4 separate regions of the Zea mays genome follow, and all the other regions are linked to region 1. A link is a contact called in public Hi-C data. All regions are on one chromosome and are shown on one strand. The core of a region is the stretch at or near the end of the contact, and the rest is flanking DNA. Distances in the headings are between cores, read along the strand shown. Region 1 has its middle 17 kb from the start of LOC100276862. Region 2 holds the start of LOC100217152 (anther-specific proline-rich protein APG). Region 3 holds the start of LOC109943757. Region 4 holds the start of LOC100284363.

Region 1 (2,873 bases), core at 114-2,613:
TTTTAAAACCACTAGATCGCAAGTTCGTGGTCTTGTTTCGTGAGCATGGTGCTCGAAAATTCCGGTATGTTCCAGAAATAGGCTGTAACTTGTGCTAAATAACATGAATATCATTTTTTTCATTTACTGTTTTATATTTTTGGAGTGACTTGCAGTTTAAATAAGAATTATCCGAAAAAATTCAATTATACGAACTAAATCTAATAGTTATAGCAAACACTTTGATAATTGTGCCAAAATTGGGCATGTATGTATATATAGTGTAGGGACACAACATAATTTTTTGTGAAAAAAAGAAAAAAATAAAAATATAATTTGCGGAGTGTCTGTTGGGGACACTCGACAAAGAATTACTTTGCCGAGTGCTTTCTTGAGGCACTCGATAAAGAAGGTATTTTGTCGAGTGTCTTCTGTGAACACTCGGCAAAGCTAACGGTCGTCAGCTACCGTCGGCAGCTGACGACGATTTGTCGAGAGCCCTTTTTTGCCAAGTACTTGGCTCTCGTCAAAGAAGTCTTTGCCGAAAGCCTTCTTGTGCTGAGAGTTTGGCTCTCGGCAGAGACTCTCGTTGCCAAGTGTCGTTCTATGCCGAGAGTAACACTCGATAAAGTATATTTTGTCGAGTTCCCAATAAATAGCTCTCAGCAAAGAGCTGGATCCTGGTGGTGAATTTCAATTAGTAATTGAATCCTATAAATTTACTTTATTAAAATGTCATGATATAGGACAAATATTTCTATATATAAATATAAACTTTACTACGTGTTGAATATAAATAATTAGTACAAATATTAAGCATTTTATTATTAAAAATATTTACTATGTGATGCTAAACTATTGGATCCCACACGTATTTACTATAGTGTATTTTTTAGTAATTGTTGGGCACATACACACGTAGACGCACTGTCAGGTAGACCCAAACACTCGGTGAGTAGGTGAGAGCTTAGGTGCACGACAAGACAAACAGTAGAAAATTGTAGCTTCTTGTTATGCGTGTCACATCCCGCTACAGGAAGGGGGTATTTATACGCCCGCGCATGGGGTAGATGGTCCAAAGTACAACCTTACCCCTGACTACCATCTATATATAGGGGATATTCCATGTAACAGTGTAATTACAGTGTTGTTCGTATAATAGACGGTGCACACCAGATAACACACCCACACGCTACGCTAACAGTTGGGCCCTAGAGATGTCTTCTGGTGGACCAGTGGCATATGGAGCTAATTTGTAGCCTTCGCTACGCCTGGCTGAATGATGGAAGTCCTTTAGTCGACGTATTGGCGAAGGTCTTAGCTATTGCCGACCTATTGCGGTCGTCGTTTGTGGATCCCTCGTCAGCGATTGTTATCTGAGTCGAGGACCCCTTCGCCTATGGGCCTCTCGTCAACTGTTGATCCTTGAGTCGAGGACCCCTTCGCTTGTGGGCCTGTATGGTTAGCATAAGACAAAACATATGGTCTTCGCTTTGTGATCGAGGGCGTGTTCGGTCTCCGCCCAATAGTAATAAAAAATTCTTGCATATTTTTAAAAGCATATGGATCTCCACAAGAGAACGTTTTTATAGTTTTATTTTCCATTATTATATATTATAGTTTTAAAAATTTTATTTAACAATTAAGATATAATTCAAATATATAATAAGGTTTTGAATCTTTTTGATTGATTAGTTTTGTAATGGTTATATAAAAAATTTAAATAACTATCCTAACTAATTATATTGAAAGGCCAACGTAACAATAAATTTGTATTCTATAGATTTATATAAAACATAATATATTAATATTTTTGTCATGTGCGTGCCGTATGGGCACTCAGCTTTTGGCCACCGGAAGGTATGCAGACTACTGTTTCCAGCTTTTTAGGCCGCTTGTATAAAAATCACTTTAGTTAAAACCATTCAAGTCACGTGAACTAGAGATGTCTAGACGAGCCGGGCTTATCGGGCGGCCAGTTTGGTCCGGCATGAACCCGGTACGACACGTAGTGAACTGGCCTGACCTAGTCACCGGCTCGTGCCTAGGCCGAAGGCGTGGCACGGCGGGCTAGGCCCAGCACGACCCAATTTTATTTTTTTTCTATTTTTCTATAAATACATACATTATACTTGAATATAGAGTATAAAACACGAGAAACATGTGTTTTTATTGGTTATGTGAGTGTAAATAAATGTTTAGAGCTAACAAATAAGGTTGAAATCCTCAAATATGCATAATTTTAAGATATTTTTATCATTTAAACGACATATGTTGTTATGGGTCCGTTAGGCCCGTCGGGCCATGGACCGGCCCGACACGATTATTAATCTAATGGGTTGTGCCTAGGTTTCGCTTGAGGCCGTGGGCCGGCACGGCACGGCCCGCTAGCTAATTCAGACCGGGCCGACACGGTCCGCCTATTTAGACATCTTTAACGTGAAGACATAATTGGATGAATAGTTACAATAGTAAAAAATCATTACTTTCTATATCTTAAAGTTTATAAACTCTTTTATCTTTTTTGTGCATAATCTACATGATCTACATAATCTAAATGATACTCATATTCTCTCCGCAACCATATTAATCCACGTGATACTCATATTCTCTCCCCAACCATATTCTGTCCCAGGTCCAAAATCACACCGCTAAAAGGCGCTAAAGTCCCCTAGATGCATCTGCTGTCCGCCTCACTGCGTGCGGACGGAGACTGCATTTATTTGCCTGAGGCCAGTGCGCCAGAGCCGATTCTGCATTGCTATCCCAGAGACGTAGAATCTCCGCTTTAGCCTTTCCGATCCCGCGACCATGTCATTAGGATCTTAAAGATTAAGACATCGTGAGCGTTCTGATGGATTAGGATAGACTCGGTCGATAGAGCCTCAGTGTCT
Region 2 (3,009 bases), core at 341-2,840, 240 kb before region 1:
TCCTATTTTTTGAATATTAAAATGCGGGAAGAGAAAAGAAACTCCTGCTTAAGGACTTGTTTGGTTTGCTCTCAATCTATATACAATGAGCGAGATTAAGTTTAAATTCCAAAACAGTCAAAAATCTTCTTAATTCTATGTAATCCATATGGAATGAAAATAACTGAACTTGTTCGTTTTCTTTCCGGTCTATAGTGTTTGGAGTGGATCGAGTGAGTTTAAATCCACAATAAGTAAAAAAATGCTCATAATACCTCACAATCATGTTCAATCCACATGAGATAGAATAACCGAATAATATCTAAGAGGGTGTTTGGTTTTTAAGGATTAATTTTTAATTCCTCTATTTTATTTTATTCTAGTACCTAAATTGCTAAATGTGGAAAAGTTTCCGTATTTGACAATTAGTCCTATAAGCCGAACAATACCTTAATATAGTACCCGTTTATATTTTTGTTGTTGCTATTGTACTGAGTTAAGCTTTGTTTGGTATGGTTTCGGATGATTTTGGCTCTGCCACTTTTCATCCCTATTCTCACCCATTGTAGATGAAGACCGGAGCCGCTGCGCAATGGTACCACGAGCGGGCAAGGGAGCGATGCCAAAGAAGGAAGGAAGGAAGGTTCAAGTCTATTTGCTCTGCGCGCGCGCCAATGAATGACCTGAAAATTGAGGTGCACGAACGGCAGGCGGGCCGGGCGTCACTTCAAGTTGCAGGTTACTCCTACCTACGTCGCAGAGCCGGGCGAGAGCGTGCACCGTTCGCTGATGCTGGAGCCTGGAGGCAAAGAAAACCCCACTGATGCTGGTCTGTGGGCTGTGGGGGTTGTGCGTGCTTGCCGAGCTATAGCTAGCTTAGGATCGCGACAAGCAGACATGCGCACCGATCCGCCTGGCTTCATTCCACCCACTTTCGAGGTGCAGAAGCAGTTCGGAACCGCCAATCTGATCCGATAGCCAACGAGTGGCAGCCAGGCAGCCGGCCGGCGTGATTCTGAAAGCCGGAGTAACCCGTCTCAACTGCCAGAACTCGCAAGTATTTAAGGACCTATCTCACGGCCTTCCTCTTAACTCTTGTAGCGCGCGCCATCACTGGGTGACCGGATGACAACCGCGCAGGTTAATGAGCTCGTACACGAGCAGTGCTACGGACACGGTTGTTCCACGGTCACATCTCAAATGATATGAGTGAGACACACACACATCACGGTTTAAATTATTAGGCACGGTTCGTGAGGACGAAGGAGGACAGCACGGTTCGTGCCGTGCGTACGTTTGTTACTGACGATGTTTAGGCCGGCCAGCCAGCCAGCCAAAAGCATGCCAAGTGAACTACGAGGAGAGGGAGCCTTCCACGACCTAGCTACAAGGTGTTTTTACTAGATTCTGAACTGTATACATGCGCGAGTACGTACGGCTACAACTTTGGTGCATGCTATAGATGACGCCTGACGGTAGACTGATCGGGAAAGGCAGTAGTGCAGGAAGAACGTGCAAGCTAGCTAGAGCATGCAGCAGCTTTGGAGGTTTATTTATGAATGAAGCGCGCGTGCATCTAAGATTGTGGCTCGATTAATTCCATTCCATCCCGCCATCGGACTGACGTGCGCGCGACCACCCACACCCATCTGCTGCCGCCCACCAATGACGCCACGGGCAAACAACACGATCGATGCCAACGCTTTATAAACATACAGACCCTGCCTGGAGGTGCAGCTGCATGACGTCCGCACGCCTCTTCACCTGCTGCTGCTCCAGGGACCGGCCGTCTCCGACGACGAGAATGCGCGCGTCCTCCTCCTCGTCCTTGCTGCTGCTGTTGGCGGCGGCGGCCGTGGGCGTGCTGCTGCAGGCCAGGCCGTCGGAGTGCGCGCGCGCCTTCTTCGTGTTCGGCGACTCGCTGGTGGACAACGGCAACAACAACTACCTCATGACCACGGCGCGCGCCGACTCGCCGCCGTACGGGATCGACTACCCGACGCACCGCCCCACCGGCCGCTTCTCCAACGGCAAGAACATCCCCGACATCATCAGTACGTACGAATACGAACGACGATACTCTTGGTATGGTATGGTATGCATGTGGTGCTGCATACTAACGAGTAACGACAACGGCCCACCAACCCACCTGCAGGCGAGCACCTCGGCGCCGAGCCCACGCTGCCGTACCTGAGCCCCGAGCTCCGCGGCCAGAAGCTGCTGGTCGGCGCCAACTTCGCGTCGGCCGGCGTCGGGATCCTCAACGACACCGGCTTCCAGTTCGTGGACATCATCCGGATGAGCCGCCAGCTGCACTACTTCGGCGAGTACCAGGGCAAGCTAAGCGCGCTGGTGGGCGCGGCGCGGGCGCGCCAGCTCGTGCGCCGCTCGCTCGTGCTCATCACGCTCGGCGGCAACGACTTCGTCAACAACTACTACCTCGTCCCCTTCTCCCTGCGCTCCCGCCAGTTCGCGCTGCCGGAATACGTCGGCTACATCGTCTCCGAGTACAAGAAGATCCTCATCGTACGTACACCTCCCCCACTGCTTGCTTTTGCATCATTACTGTGTGTCTGTGTTTATATATATGTGTGTCCTCTCCTCTGTGCACGCACGCAGCGCCTGTACGCCATGGGTTGCCGCCGCGTGCTGGTGACGGGCACGGGGCCTCTGGGGTGCGCGCCGGCGATCCTTGCGCAGCGCAGCCGCAACGGCGAGTGCGCGGCGGAGCTGATGCGCGCGGCGGCGCTCTTCAACCCGCAGCTGGCGCGCGTCCTGGACCAGCTCAACGCGCGCTTTGGCGCCGGCACCTTCATCGCGGCCAACGCCTTCCGCGTCCACTTCGACTTCGTCAGCGACCCGGCCGCCTTCGGCTTCGCCACGGCCAAGGACGCGTGCTGCGGACAGGGCCCCCACAACGGCCTGGGCCTCTGCACCCCGCTCTCCAACCTGTGCGCCGACCGCAGCAAGTACGTCTTCTGGGACGCCTACCACCCCACGGAGCGCGCCAACCGGGTCATCGTCAGCCAG
Region 3 (2,700 bases), core at 5-2,504, 180 kb before region 1:
GTTTATGAGGATATTTGTTCCCTAACAAATTCATTTTTATCCACTTCAAAATATTCAAGACATTATCTAAAAAGTATAATCAAGTTTAATTAAGGCAAATTATAAAACATAACGAAAGGGCATATTAGAAAACATAACGGTAGTAGTTTTTTTTGTTTCAGTTATTTTGTATCTAACAACCTAGTGGTAACTATACCATAAAAATGTCACGCAGTTGTTGCTTAAACAATGTTAGCTTCATGGTGCTAAATAGATGGGTTAAACTCAACAAAATGCTATTCAACAAGTTTTTTTGGAAAAACTTGTGGTGTGAGTTAATGTATGGTATTAATAGCAACGAAAACTTGTGTTCTTATATTGTTTGAATGCTAGAAAATCTATTACTCTCCTCAACAGAAAAACAACATATGTAATGTTACATGTCCAAAATTGGATTTACAAAGATCGATGTGACCGAAGTTTGAGTTGTATTGTGCCTCTTGTATTAACATCTCCTTGATCATGTAGTACCGACGATAACATAGTAGCTAATAATAGGAGCTAATGAAGTAGCTTGCGAAATCATACTCTACCAAGGGGTTGCTTGTAAATTGCATTGTCTATGTATATGAGATCAAGGGGTCATCTTCCTCCCACCATCACTTAAAAATCTAGCCACCGCTAATGTTTATTTGTTTGATAGATAAGTTTTTTTTTAAAAAAATAACCGAGAAATAAGTTGTTCTCATGAATTATAAAAACTTTTAGAATATATTAGATATCATAAATAATAAATATATAGTATTGTAACACCCCAAGGTCCCCAAACACCCCGAGGTGTCACTAAAGTTACACTTTCCAAAAACTGATATAAAATTTCGGGAGCATCTCTTTTGAAAGTTGCATAAACGAGGAAACCACAGTGTATAAACATATTTCATGATAAGAAGAACATACTAAACATTATTAATTCTGCTAGCAAAGGAAAGACCACTATAACGACAAGAACAGATTAAACCAATTGCACACATAATTTTAGAAAATATACTTTTTTAGTGGAGTTTGCTAAAACCCATAATTTCATAAGATATACTTTTTTAGTAGTTTAATCAATGGACAAATATATCATTTAAATAATTGTATATTATGTGTTGATTTTATTAAAATGCATTGTATTACAAGGGCAGGACACAATCAATACGTAGGTATTCTCGACCTTGCCGCATGCACCTCTTCTCTCTCCGAATACATGAGGAAGAAAACAATCCCACCACTTTCCTTCAGATTCTCCTCACCGCACATCTCCTCTCCTCGCACCACCGGCCACATGCATAGGAATAATCCAGGCAGATTCGGCTCGTGATTGCATGTATGCGATGACGACGCCGTGCCCGGGCGCCGCGGCCGTAAGCACCAGCTGGACGGCGCGCTCCCTGGCGGGGGCGTTTCTCGACCTCACGCTCGCCTGGGCCTGCCTCTACGTCGCTGCGCTCGCCGCCGCTGCCGCGCGCCTCCTCGCGCTCCTCGGCCTCCCGCTCCCGTGCACCTGCGCGCGCCCGCACCTGCCCTGCCTCCTCTCCTTCCTGGCGCGCTACCCGTCCCTCGCCGCCGGATCCCTCCACGCCGCCCTCCGCGCCCGCTTCCCATTCGTCGGCCCCACCGAGGACGAGGACCACCGTCAGGAGGGGGCCGAGGAGGAGGGGGAGGAGCAGGCCGTCGATGCGCGGAAGGAGGAACGGGACCTTCGTCACCGCGAGGAGGCGCGCACCGAGCTACGGCGGGAGCTGGAGAAAGAGCGCAGCGCCGCGGCGTCGGCGACCGAGGAGGCCATGTCCATGATCCTGCGCCTGCAGAAGGAGAAGTCGGCGCTTGAGATCGAGGTGCGACAGCAGCGCCGCACCGCTGACGAGCGCCGCGCCTTCTACGAGGCAGAGGTCGATGAGCTCCGCGACATCGTGCTCGTGAGGGACCGCGAGGCGCGTGTGCTGCGCAAGGAGGTGGACGCGTACCGACGCCTGCTCGGGCTTGGTGCTGCCGAGGATGATGAGGAGGAGGACGACGACGAGCAGGAGATGGTCACGCCACATAGTTTCCTCGTGTCCGAAGGAGAGCCCAGCTCATCCAAATCGATCGACGCGAATCGGATGCAACATTTCGGGATCAATCCTGGGTTCAGCTTCAACAAGCCATCACCGCGTGGGCAATCGACGGCGCCGCCTCTTACTACTGCTGGTCAAATCAGTGTGGGAAGCAATGATAGCGTTGCTGTTCAGACGCCGGCCAAAGGTCCCGCGGCTCAATCAAGGCTGGAGCTAGACAACTCTGAGGACGAGGACGATGGAGCAGGGACGGTGGAAATCCTGCCCCTGTCCGCCCGGAGCCAGGATTTCGATCAAGGTGGGCATTTCCATGCTGATGCTTCACCAGGTATGGAATCCATTTGTACAAAGGAGCAAACAGCTCATTTATTTCAAGAAGTCAAGTGTTCGGGTATAGACAAGATTGTTCATGAACAGATAGGAAGTAAGAATGACCCCAATGTTTATGATGTGCATGTGGTCGAGAGAAAATTGGAAAATTGCCACTATTATTGTTGGGCTTCACAAAAATAATATCTTCGTCGTAGAGTTGCAAGATCAGCGTCATCCCTTGCTATTTTATATGTTCTACTAATCTCTCCCTAGATTAGCACTTACCTAAAATAAATAATTTATTTGTGGG
Region 4 (2,972 bases), core at 12-2,511, 210 kb before region 1:
TTGCTCGAAGATGCTGATGCGAGAGTGATTACAAAAACAACGTGAACAGTACAGTGCTACTGTTAATCTATTTATAGACACGAGATGCAGCTCGGATAAAAGTACATTTTTATTCTTGACATTTATTTATGACCATAACATAATCATTAAGGACTAGCTAGTCTTTTTCCCTTCCGGTCAGTATCATGTTTGACCTTTATCATCATTTTAAGCCAAAAATATTATCCTTCGACTATAGCTTCGGTGTTCATTCTTATCATCTTCGAATTATATCTTTACCTCATATGCTTTCAACATAGGAGAAAACTTCCATCCTGAAACCGAAGCTCCCTGTAATAATCCATATCATGCTGAAAACATATGATTAATCAGGTTTTTGAAGACCTTGAGAAGAGAAAAGCCCCCAACAGGAAATTCTATATAGTGATATATGCGATGAGTGTGGCCAGGAAGAAGAAATGGCAGGGCACATCGTCATGCGCGGTAGTTTTGCAAGAGCATTCTGGAGGGAAATTGGTTTCCACCTACCAGCTGATATAGATGTGAATCACTTACATCTCATTGACAAGCCACCAAGCATCCCTAAGCAGGAATTCTCATCTTTCATCGTTTTATGCTGATGACAACTCTAGAAGCGCAGAAATGTTTCAGCAAAGAATCAACCACTTACAGTCGCATCCTCCAACAGTACTGCGCGGAAGCTGAAAACTTGTGCCACAGGCATGGGACGAAAGAAACATGCGTGAGAGAGGTCTGGATACCAAGTGGATTCATTGCAATGAATCCCCTCGTGATTTCTAGTCACCAAACGAGCCTTTAGGTTTTGTTTGGGTACTATAGTATTAATCTCAATCCACATATGTTAAGATGGATTTAGTGTAAATTAGTTTAAATTATACTCCAACCTATCTTAATATATGTAGATTAGGCTCGCTACTAGAGTACCTAAAGGCCTCAGGTTGAAAACCTCCCCCCCTCCTAACTAAAGAAACGATGTGTTATATGATATTACATAGGAAAGTGATCGTTTCTTTCTTTTTATTGGGTTCTGACCGTGGAACTGGGGACAGAAGCGGAAGTGGTGGAGCATGGGGCCGCACTGGCCCGGCGGTTGGTGCTCGTCACTCTCTGTGAATCTGAATCTGAGCTCGGTGACGCCAGAAACTTGGTGCCGGTCCAATGCATTCGACGCAACATGCAGACTTCAGTGCAGTGCAGGAGCAGTTACCAATTCCTATCGGCTGTCGCTCTTGGCATAGCATCGGTCAATCACGTCTACTTGCTTGCAGACGATTCTCCAGGGATACGTCCCATCTGCTGCGACCAGGGCGATGGGGGAGGAGGAGACCCGCGCAGGCGACCTCCCGGAGCCGTGCCTGGCGCACGCCATCGCGCTCACCTCGCCGCGCGACGCCTGCCGCTGCGCCGCCGTCTCCCCCGCCTTCCGCGCCGCCGCCGACTCCGACTACGTCTGGGGCCGCTTCGTCCCGGAGGATCACCGCCGCGCCATCGCCCTGCATCTGCATGACGCCGGCCGGGACCGTGGGCCGAGGAAGGACGCGTACCTTGCGCTCTGCGACGGCGGCGGCGGCGGCGTCCCCGTCGACGTCGACGGCGACGGCTGGTGCAGGCTGTGGCTGGACCAGGCCAGCGGCGCCAAGTGCTACGCGCTGTCGGCGAGGAGGCTCAGCCTGCCGTGGGAGGACGGCGATTTCTGCTGGCGTTGGGCGCCCCACGCGCGGTCCAGGTCCACATCTTGTCCTGCTCCTTTCAACCCGTCTAATTTTTTTTTTCCTGCACAACTCATCATCTAAAATGTTCTCCTAGACACTCAGTCTCGTTCGTCCGCCAGATGCCCTTAGCTGGCAAGCATAACAATGGTTTTAGTTCATTGGCGATTTGGTGAATTCTGATTTGCGCGCAACTGTAACATTGGCCGTATCCTTCGCCTAAATTGATCTGTTCTTCCTTGTCCAAGGGGATTGATTAAAAGGGATTGAATTACTTCACATACTTGTAGTTGTAGGCTTGTAGTCCAAGCGGTTCCGGCGGCACAATTAGAAGTCAAGCGACATGCAGAATTTTCTAATTTTTTGACATGTCTTTTCAAACGCTAAATGGGCTTAGCCCGTAGTCTTTGGAAAACCTAACCGCGTAAGTCATAGCCGACTATTCATAACATTCTCTGCACAGCCTAGGGACTAAAGTTTAATTGAAAGATTAAGTTTAGTGCCTACTCTATTTAGTTGTAGGGATTAAAAAAATTTAGAACTCATTTAAATAACTTATAATAAAACTAAAATACCCTTTATCGTTCTCCTGCAATTACTCTTCTTACATTGTAACAAAAATAAATAAGAGGGCAAAAGGTAGAATTATTATGATTTAGCACCTTTAGTACTACTTGAGGACTAGGGACTCAAGCATTTTAGTTTCTATCTTAGTCTCATTGTTTAGCAATTTAGAGACTAAATATGACTAAAATATAATAAATATTCTTTAGTCTCTGGAATCAAAAAGTCCTAAGAGCAAACATGTTACTAAATACAAAATTAAGAAGTTGTTATTAGAAAGGGTCCTTCAACAATTCTCTAAAAGAGGTTGCTAAATTTACAAAGTCCCTACACAACTTTATATTGTTGCCAAATGTAGCAACCTCTTATTCACTCCCGAAACCTAGATACACACCAAAAAAATCGTGAAAACTACTGTGCCATGGCTCTTTCACAATAATGTGCAGGAATTCAATAGATTAAAAATTATTTCTTTAATTTGCGTTGCTATTATTTTTTCACTTTGGTTGGTCCACCATTTGTTGAAACGCATCAGGACAATACCTGCTCAACCATGTTGATGTAGGCACATGCATCACGACAATACCTGCTCAACCATTTGCTTTAGACATAGGTATTAGCATAGCGTATTGGATCTAAACAAAGTACGCCCATTAAAATAAGTTGAGCTGACATAAT

Evidence for each region. A called contact is a pair of places that touch in the nucleus more often than the background predicts.
Region 2: a contact with region 1 is called in a Hi-C map of leaf, with 6 times the contacts expected there. The contact joins the promoter of LOC100217152 here to the enhancer-like site in region 1. A contact is called at or near these places in 6 of 25 Hi-C or Micro-C datasets (ear, leaf and tassel).
Region 3: a contact with region 1 is called in a Hi-C map of ear, with 2.2 times the contacts expected there. The contact joins the promoter of LOC109943757 here to the enhancer-like site in region 1. A contact is called at or near these places in 4 of 25 Hi-C or Micro-C datasets (ear, leaf and tassel).
Region 4: a contact with region 1 is called in a Hi-C map of ear, with 1.8 times the contacts expected there. The contact joins the promoter of LOC100284363 here to the enhancer-like site in region 1. A contact is called at or near these places in 2 of 25 Hi-C or Micro-C datasets (ear and tassel).

The regions. Positions count from the first base shown.
Region 1 is chr1:240,042,716-240,045,588 of Zm-B73-REFERENCE-NAM-5.0, reverse strand. No RefSeq gene overlaps it. Among protein-coding and RNA genes, the nearest start is that of LOC100276862, 17 kb to the right of the region's middle. Within about 2 kb of position 1,363, at least 16 of the 20 cell types and tissues checked have an H3K27ac peak or open chromatin away from gene starts, as enhancers often do. A contact at or near this core is called in ear, leaf and tassel, where this site is marked.
Region 2 is chr1:240,284,688-240,287,696 of Zm-B73-REFERENCE-NAM-5.0, reverse strand. It overlaps LOC100217152 (anther-specific proline-rich protein APG), which reads left to right and starts at 1,590. Exons shown (of 3, transcript NM_001143518.1): 1 at 1,590-2,033; 2 at 2,135-2,505; 3 at 2,599-3,009. The coding sequence starts at 1,673.
Region 3 is chr1:240,225,297-240,227,996 of Zm-B73-REFERENCE-NAM-5.0, reverse strand. It overlaps LOC109943757, which reads left to right and starts at 1,254. Exons shown (of 2, transcript XM_020547256.1): 1 at 1,254-2,406. The coding sequence starts at 1,347.
Region 4 is chr1:240,253,307-240,256,278 of Zm-B73-REFERENCE-NAM-5.0, reverse strand. It overlaps LOC100284363, which reads left to right and starts at 1,261. Exons shown (of 2, transcript NM_001157258.2): 1 at 1,261-1,747. The coding sequence starts at 1,332.